Linked DNA regions of Mus musculus: region 2 is linked to region 1. A link is a contact called in public HiChIP or PLAC-seq data. All regions are on one chromosome and are shown on one strand. Each heading gives the region's core, a stretch centred on a gene start, on an enhancer-like site or on the middle of the called end of the contact. The rest is flanking DNA. Distances are from core to core; before and after follow the strand shown.

Region 1 (4,330 bases), core at 939-3,438:
AATTACATACAGCAGTTCTTACTCTCAGCACTCCAGCCAGAGAATGCTAGCTCTGAAGGTCTGTGGTATCCTCTGACACATGCATTTAAAGGCCAAGTTCTTATGAAATGATCACTGCGTCTCCAGGAAAAGCAAACACAGAATAGTTTTAACAGAGAGCTAAATCAACCCTCTTTAGAGTGAAATGAACACTATTTCTTCCCTTAAAATGTATATGTATTATTTACTTGATGTATGTATGTGTGTGACTGTGTAAAAGTATATGAACCTCACATGCAAGTACATACTGTGTCCAGAAAGGACATCAGATCCCCCTGGGGTAAAGGCTGTTGTGAGCTGTATGTGGAAGGCTGAGTCCTCTCCCTACTCAGCAAGTGCTTTTAACTGCCAAGCCATCTCTTTAGCCTCAAAGATGCCATGTGTCACCATTGTCACTCAGAAACTGGCTAGACAGACGTTTTAGTGTTGGGTCCTTGGGGTCCTCAGAACTGAAAGAGTCAGATTGTAGTTTCAGGAAAAGGAACTGAGAAAACTCCCGCCTCCAGCCAAAATCCACCTTTGGAGTGAAAGGTTAAATTTTGTAAACACTGTGTCTGTCACTCTGAACTTCATATGACCTGAGAGCTTCAAGATTCAGGTCACTGATGAACTTCACAAATATGGCTAGTTTGGCTTGTGAAATGAAGTATAGTAATATTTGTAACACGATGTGGCCCAGTAAATCTGACTCTTCCGAGTAAACAAAGTTCCATATTTCCAAGTCATAGAAGGAAATAATGTTGGAAAATAATTAGTGATGTTTAATGTAATCCTACATGAGCTATTTATTAGTTGGATTACTGCTTCTATGTTGTAACTAATATTTAAGAAATTGCTATTCGAGAACTTTTTATATAATATTAAGTAGCAATATCCACAGGACCAAAATCGATAGTAAAACAGTCGTCCCTTTCTAAACAGATAACACAGAGAGGCTGAGTATGAAAGTATATTACATTCTGATAAAAAATCAAAACCAGTCATTGGAATTCAATTATTCATAATTTTCATAAAGCTTTAAAATGAATGCCAATATGTTCCTTTGTTTGTTTATGACACATAGCACATTTTTACAAAATGTCTAGTTATTTCACTATGTGGTATTGGATACTGGTTTTTAAGTTGAATTGACAAATACATGTTTTACATGTTTTTCTATTTTAATTTAATATAATTTAATTTCACATATGCTATATCTCAAGCCATGGACACTCTCTTCAATGATGTTAAACTTCAAGATTATTTTTAAAAATTGTTACCAGAAAGTTTCCAGCAGAGCTGAATAGAACTCTAAACCTGAAGAGAGGAATTAAGTCAGTAGAAGTAAAGAGAAGTCAGAGACTAGACCCGCGCTGCCAGCACCGTCTCTGTAAGCGTCTCACAGGCTAATAGCATCTAAGAGGCCTGGCAAGCCGCTGTTCTGTTGGAACTTTCCATACCTCTTCTAGGAAGTTGGTGAAACAGCAAGGTTTAAACACCCAGGTTATTGCTACCACTCATTGCCTGCCCTGCTAAGCTGCTGCAAAAACAGGTGATGACGGAAACGTAACAGGAAAATGTGAGAGAGTAGTCGTACCAGTCACTTATGGTGCTCAAACAAATCCGGGGGAACGTGCAGTTTTATTTGCGTAGCAGCTGATAAGATAAGCCAACAGCGAACAGCCCCCTTTGGTGATTAGTAAATTATTACCCACAGCCCGAGCTACCGGCCGCTTCCTCTTGGCATTCCTGATGGCGGAGGAGGAAAAGACGGAGCGAAACACATGAAGGTACGGTCTACTGTGAGACATTGTAGTGGGATTATCAATGCGATGTTTGCTAAAGACAGTTGTAGAAATTCCTGATCCATTTAAAAGTGTGAATTCTTATATGCAATTAGGAATGTCTAAACAAAAATTCCCTTTCTTTCTCTCTCGCTTCTCTGGGTATGGGCTAATTTCTAACACTGTCTTCAGGAACACCGCACGAAAGGGCAGAAGATAGCAAGAATTATTACTGCCATAATTTCATTTTTGAGGTTCATGGTAAAAATAAATTTTAAAGACTCAGAAAGGTCAAATTATATGTCACGATAGAGCCTTACTTTCACCTGTTCCAAAGAGCAACTCGAGTGTAAAGAAAGGATAGGATGCTGTAAACGAATTCAAGCTACTGATGACAGCTGCAGGCGCTGACTCTGCGCACGCAGGACTGAAGCCCAGTCATGACTGCCGCGCTCTCAAGATGCCAACAGCAAGAAAAGCGCGTCATTATCCCTATGCTGTCAATTATCACTTTGTGTCTGTTAGTCTGTGAAAATGGCTTCCATGTGAACCGCATAATCCTATTGGCTATTTCCCCTCACTGCCAAACAGAATTTCAAATCTGAGACCTTTCTCCGTGACGGATACAAAGTTTCATTTTACTAATGTGAGTTACACTTGTGGGATGGAAAGCGAAATTCTACGCACTGTGGAAAATATTTAAAGATACTCATAAAGCAAGTTTTAAGAACATTCTAGGTATTACAGTAGACAACATGATTTAGTGTCGATATAAACAAGACTGCTGTAAGTTTGCAAAGGTCTGGGCTTCAAAACCACTAGATATTTGCACATAGAAAGAACAACTTATTAAAGTCCGTGTTTAAACTATATACCAAGAGAAAGTACAGAATTCTGACAGGCAACTAAAGAAGTTAAAATTCATAAGAAGAAACAGGAGAGGCTCTCGAGTGTGAGTGTGTGTGTGTGTGTGTGTGTGTGTGTGTGTGTGTGTGTGTGTATTAAAAGACAGAGAAAGAAATAGAAAGAAAGAACAAAAAAATTCTCTCAAAGTTTCAAAATTCTTTGGAATAAATTTGCTAAGATATTTAGTTGTAAGAAGTGAAAAAGCTGTTTCCAGATTAATGGAAAAATAAATTTCAAGCATAAATATGTCTTGTATGTATATGTTACAGTTAAAGTTATCAAGTTGAGGCCTCTGGAAGATTGAGTCCATGAGAATATCGCTTTGGTTGCAGCTTACATAAACCAGTCAGAACGAAGCGAATTGAAAGCGAAGCACAGCAAATCCTAACGACAGACACGTGGGCGTTTCCAGAGCGAGGCAGTGGTATGACTGCCCTTAGGGCAGGTTAGCAATGAGCCATGACTAAACGGATGGACCAGGGTAAAGAGCAAACTACGCCACTGTAGGCCCGGAAGGCAAGAGGTCAGCTAACGTGAATCTGTGCGGGGTGAGCTCTCTGACAGACAGGTCTGTGTCTTCTCAGGGGCCGACTTCCATGAGACTCAGTGATTCTCACATGCTCATTTTGCATACTGTCACGCAAAATAACAAGAATCAGCAAAGTTTATATAGTACATAATCTATCCCCAATATTTCCCAGATAACAATATGAGAGTCTGATAGATCATTATTAATATGATGGAGGGAAATGAGAGGTATGTCAAACAGAACCCAGTAAGTTCAGAGAGGACTTGGTTCTGACGTGACTTCTGAGTCCTTCTGATGTCCTTAATTCAAAGTACTTCGCTTACATTTTGATTTTTTTTCAAATTTTTTTTTCTCAAATCCCAACACAAATAGAACACTCATTTTGAAGACTATATTTACTCGACTCCAGTAACTTTCCAACACAGAAATTATCATTGGTTCCTTTCCAAATGCTTTTTTTTTTTTTTAATAGCAGAGCTCGTGGTATTTTCTTGAATACATAAAATGGACACACAGTTGAATCAAATCGGAATTCTTAAGGAACTGCATGCTTCGTTTGATTCTGGTAATGAGAATCAGGAAAGGCCAACTGTTTCCTGTCCCAGGCAAACCAAACGAATAACTTGTAATTAGTGAAAACCTAGTAACTGTTGGGAGTGCTAGAGGTCAGCTTGTCCTGAATGGCACTTAGCCTGACTTCAGGAGGCAAGCTTGCCGCCCTCAGCGCTAATCCTTCCACCCACAAATGGGAAGCAGCAACTGGAGAAGCTTTTCAAGTCCACAAGGTGGCGCTCTCCAACAGTTAAAAGAAAGTTTGCTTCGCGGAGAAAGAGAAAAAGATACAAGGTCATTTACAACCACCTTAGATGAAATTTGGAAAAGGGAACGCGGACTCGCCCTGTTTTCCTCTCTTCAAGCCGAGTAAAGCTATGCATACGTTCCTGTGATCTCACCTGCTGTCTGGAAAATAGCTGTACACAGACGTTTAGATACTTCAAATAAGGAAAATAGACACATGAACAAAATTGCTATTATCAGAAAAATGTATCAGTTTGATCCAAAAATATGCCGACTTCTGTTTTGTTTCTTTGTC
Region 2 (4,634 bases), core at 1,087-3,586, 960 kb after region 1:
TGTCTGCTTCTGTCCTGAGTGCTGGGATTAAAGGCATGCACCACCACTGTCTGGCTCCAAATTTTTCTTAAAGCAAGAGTTCTTTGAGAAAGTATGTTTTAATTTAAATGGACTTTCCAAGTTACCTTAGGTGCTTTATATTGATAATGTCGCCATGGTATAGTGTGTAGCCATTTCCATGCAGGTCTCTATGTAGTGGAACTGTTACTGTAACGTGTAAGTCCCAGAGCACGTTGTTCTTCAGTTCACTGCAGAAGCTTGTGAGACATGGGGGTGTGTTCCAGCTCTGCTCAGGTACAGTGCCGGCCTGCAGTATCAGAAGCTTCAGGAGGGTGGCTCTAAAGCCTTGGTAGGCTGGCCTTGGTAGCTCTCCCGAGGCTGCAAGCGCACCCCCCTGTGAGGTGCTGCTCACTGTCTCCCACATCCTGTGTGTTCCCTTTCAGGGTTTGCACAAGAGAGAGTTGTGAATAAGGCTGACTTTACCGGATACATTGTAGAGACGTCTGTACAACATAGTGATTGAGTTGTAAAGTACTTGAAAATTGGGAAAACACTGTTCGTTTTTGAAACAGGATCTCACCATGTGGTTCTGACTGGCTTGACCAGGAACTCCTAGATGCCCCTGTCTCTGCCTCAGTATTGCTGTACCTCTGTATCTGGCCTCCAAGACGGTGTCAGAATTGCAAGGTACATGCAGAAATACACACACACACACACACACACACACACACACACACTGACTAGTTTGATGTAGCATTCCCACGGTGTGTGTTGGTTCGTGTCATACACTGTCTGATTGACTTTCACACGGACCACAGTCCTAGGTAAGCAGATTACGTACCGACTGGATGAGAAATAGAGTTTAACTCTTGGACAGCCGGCTGATATACTCTCAGCAGGAAACAAATCAGTGCCTTTGATTAGACAGAAACCAGGAAGCAGCTCTGAGGGCAAAAAGGTTTGGAGGACTAAAGGTCACATTCAGACTGGAGGGTGGCCAAGTTGCTTCCTCTCTATTTAAATCTCAAATAAAACATTTTCTTCTTTAGTTTAAAAGTGTAGAGAGGGTAGCAGACATCGGGGACTTACGTTTTCCTGTGTGGTGTCAGTGAGGTTGAGCAGCCCCTGCACGGACTTTGTCCTTTTCTTCTGTGGGCAGCCTCCCGAAGGCTGGACTGATGGCTCGGACAAGGGTTCTGTCTGCAGGTTCACAGGTTCACAGTGTTGTCGTTCCCCTGGGTACTTGAAGTGTCACATTCTTTGCAGATGGCTCATGGCCTCTTTGAATCTTGGAAAAGTATCATGTACTGTTGTAAATCAACCTTCCCAAAAAACATTTGCAAACTTGTACTGGTAAAAAGAAGCATTGTAATCCATGAAATAACTGATTTCTTCTTCTTTATGAAAGGCTTGCTTTAATTACTGAGACCCTAGTAGGCAGCAGGGGTGGTTAACGTTGGTAGGTCCCTGTATTGAGAGGAACAGAGCTGCAGAGTGTCTGAGTAGCCGAGCCTTGATTGGCCCCAGGGCAGATCATAGGCAGCAGCTGCTGAGTGGGCTCCCTGTGCTTGCCTCTTATGCTTTCTGCTTCACACTAAATCACACTTGGCTGAATTTACATTTCGTTAGGACAGCAATCAATGGAATATTTTATACCTCTGAAAAGCAGGTCTCCTAAAGCTAGACCATGTATGAGACCACAAAAAAAATGAATTTACTTGTTAATAACCGTTTTTCTATTAGAAGTCCCCCAAAGTTTCAAAGAGGGCGGAACCTTTCAAACTCGTGTCCATAGCCAGGCTGATGGGAACACTGCGGGTAATAGCACAGGAGGGCGTGGCAGTTGGAGCAGATACAGCGGCTCACATGCCAGTGATGCTTCAGAGACTGACAAGTGCTGTCACTGCACATTGTGCTTTGCACTATTAGTCGTCTGGGGTATTTTAGTCTGGCGATTCATGTGCCTTCTCATGCTGATACAGTTCCATGGTGGCATTCTGTACTTCTGTACCTTCTTAAGGAAGGCATGGTGGTTAAGTTGAGATGGACACTCAAGTGCCAGAGTGGAGTCTTGGATGGAATCAACTTCCCCCGGCTGCCATACCTGAAGAGATGGGTGTGGGGCTGCCAGCTCTTCATTTGTGACCCTGATCTCTGTCTTTTGTCTTATCAAAGAGAGGAGGGAGGGAAGTCTAATTGGGGCCCGAGGGTTGCAACAGGAGAGAAAGCCACAACTGATTGAACTCTGGTCTAGTCACATGACACTGTGCCTCTCTCCACTCCCAGAGTTGGTTGCTCGATGATTGGCCTTAGGGGGTGGGGCCACTGACAGCATTGCAAGAGCCTGAAAGAGGAGCCAGAATGATGGAGGAGATGTTTACTCTTCAGGAGAGATGACTGAAGGGATCAGACTGTTTGAATAGTAATGAGTAATGTGACCTTAGGCTCTAGACAGCTTGGCAATAAGCTCTCTTGTAGTCTAGAAAGCACAGTGGCTAGAGAGGACTCGTGTGACTACCAGACAGTGGGGACACAAGGCACCCACAGCCTTTTGAGCTCACTGCTTCCTAAGCTCTCTGTCTTCCTTATGCTTACTTCTGTTTTTTATTTTCATTTTGGGTATGAATATCATGGGTGTTGGGCCTGGGGTTGGGGGTGCCCAAGAGGCCGAAAGCTGAGGTGGATGTGAGTCACCTCATGTGGATACTGGAAGAGCAGCAAGCATTCCGCTGCTGAGTCATCTCTCCAGCCCCTGATGGCTTTAGTTTCAATTAATTCATTATAATAGAGAAATAATTTCATGCACAGCACACATGTCTTTAGCAGATGTTTTTTAAAAGAAGGAATTTTTTTTTCATTTATATATAAATGTCTGGAAATTGTTACAAGTAGGCATTTTCATTCACAAACTCTTATTATGATGCCAGACATTAAAAGAATATGGATATGATAACCTGGGTAGCCTGGAGCTTGCTATGCAGACCGCACTGGCCTTGAACTCACAGAGATCCAACTGCCTGTATTCCCCCCGCCCAAGTCCTGGGGTTGCAGGTGTGCGTGCCTTCCTTCTCTGCCTTTCCCTCTGCATTGCAGTATTTTCCATAATCACAAAGAGAAGGTATATCCCTCCAAAAGAGAACTTCTCACTGAATAACAATAATATAATTTTACATACCAGTAAGAACTAACTAACTGTAGTGTATGTGCCTCATAGCCAAGTGTGCACCCAGTCGTTACATGTGGTCCCAGTCATATCTGTTGAAGGACTTTGGGGGTTTTGTTGTTGTTGTTGAAAGGTCCTGTCCAACCCAAGCTCCCTTAGACCTGCCGCATGCCTCCAGAGTGCACAGGTGCCACCACAGCTGCTGGAACAGTATTGACGCATTGCTGCCAGTCACAAGTCCGTGTCAGAGACTCTGCAAGAGCCAGAGATGGCTCAGCAGTTCAAAGTACTTGCTACTTCCCAGAAGACCCAGGTTCGATTCCCAGCACCATGTTGGGTGGCTCACAACTGCGTGTAACTGCAGGGGCAGTGGATTTGACTCTTCTGTCCTCCTTGTATGTGCTCCGGCACACACATAGCATTCACTCACACAGACGAACACACACACATATATATATATACAATAAAAAGACATCTTTGGCTTCTTATTTATCAGCCAAAGAATTAGATTATTAAGGATAGTAAAATAAGGGCTGGAGAAGTAGGTGCCTCAGCAATTAAGAGCACTGAACCTATGTTCTGTTCCCAGTACCCACTTAGTGGCTCACAGCCATCTGTAACTCTAGTTCCACAGGATCCAGTGCCCTCTTCTGATCTCTACCTGCACCAGGCACGAAAATGGTGCACAAAAAAATGCAGGCTAACCCACTGATATGCATAAAATAAATAAAAACACATAAAATTTCTTTAGGAGTTTAGTAAACCCCTGCAGGTCAGTTCCCCCCCAGTTCTTGTAGTGATTAGCAGCTGCAGACACCTCACACAGTACAAGGCAGAGGAAGCAGGAAAGGCCAAGAGTGCCTGTCGTGAAAGTTCAGTCCTTAGAGCCCTGGAGGCAGGCGTGCGTGCGTGCGTGCGTGCGTGCGTGCGTGCGTGCGTGCGTGCGTGCGTGCGTGCGTGGAAGCCATACCACCTTTCCCATAGCCCTGGGAGTTTTTTGGGTTACAGTAACTTTGTCTTAGGATACAAATGTATGTACCACAGAATGATAGGCTATGATGAACACTTGAAATTTAATCTTAACCTTTTTTGTTTGGTTCTTTTAAGGCAGGGCCTTACTATCTATCTAGTTGCACAATTAAAGATGAAGGCTTAAGATTAGTTCTTGAATAATTTCTTTTTAAATTTTATTTGTTAATATTTTGGGAGGTGGGTTTTTTGGTTTTTGGTTTCAGGGAGGGGAGAGTGGGTTGGTTGTTGGAGGTTTTTTGTTTGCTTTTTAAGACAGGGAGTGTCTCACTGCAGACCAGGCTGGCCTCAAACTTAGAGATCCACCTACCTGTGCTTAAGAAGCCCTGGAGTTAAGAGCTAATGTTCTTACTGTCACTCGGAATGGGCAAATGCTCCTTCCGTAAGCCAGACAGTTCCTAGAATTACTGTGGATTCTATTCATAGCCTGCATTCCCAGATG

Evidence for each region. HiChIP or PLAC-seq counts read pairs in DNA pulled down with a chosen protein or histone mark.
Region 2: a contact with region 1 is called in a FOXA1 HiChIP or PLAC-seq map of pancreatic cancer cells. The contact joins two enhancer-like sites. A contact is called at or near these places in 11 of 484 Hi-C or Micro-C datasets (cerebellar granule neurons, cerebellum, cerebral cortex and 7 more), 3 of 115 datasets of contacts at active chromatin or transcription factors (T-cell acute lymphoblastic leukemia, astrocytes and pancreatic cancer cells) and 1 of 9 other capture datasets (embryonic stem cells).

The regions. Positions count from the first base shown.
Region 1 is chr6:139,585,458-139,589,787 of GRCm38.p6, forward strand. No RefSeq gene overlaps it. Among named protein-coding and RNA genes, the nearest start is that of Pik3c2g, 26 kb to the right of the region's middle. Within about 2 kb of position 2,189, at least 33 of the 459 cell types and tissues checked have an H3K27ac peak or open chromatin away from gene starts, as enhancers often do. A contact at or near this core is called in pancreatic cancer cells, where this site is marked.
Region 2 is chr6:140,545,890-140,550,523 of GRCm38.p6, forward strand. All of the region lies in intron 11 of Plekha5 (pleckstrin homology domain containing, family A member 5), which reads left to right. Among named protein-coding and RNA genes, the nearest start is that of Aebp2, 75 kb to the right of the region's middle. Within about 2 kb of position 2,337, at least 128 of the 459 cell types and tissues checked have an H3K27ac peak or open chromatin away from gene starts, as enhancers often do. A contact at or near this core is called in pancreatic cancer cells, where this site is marked.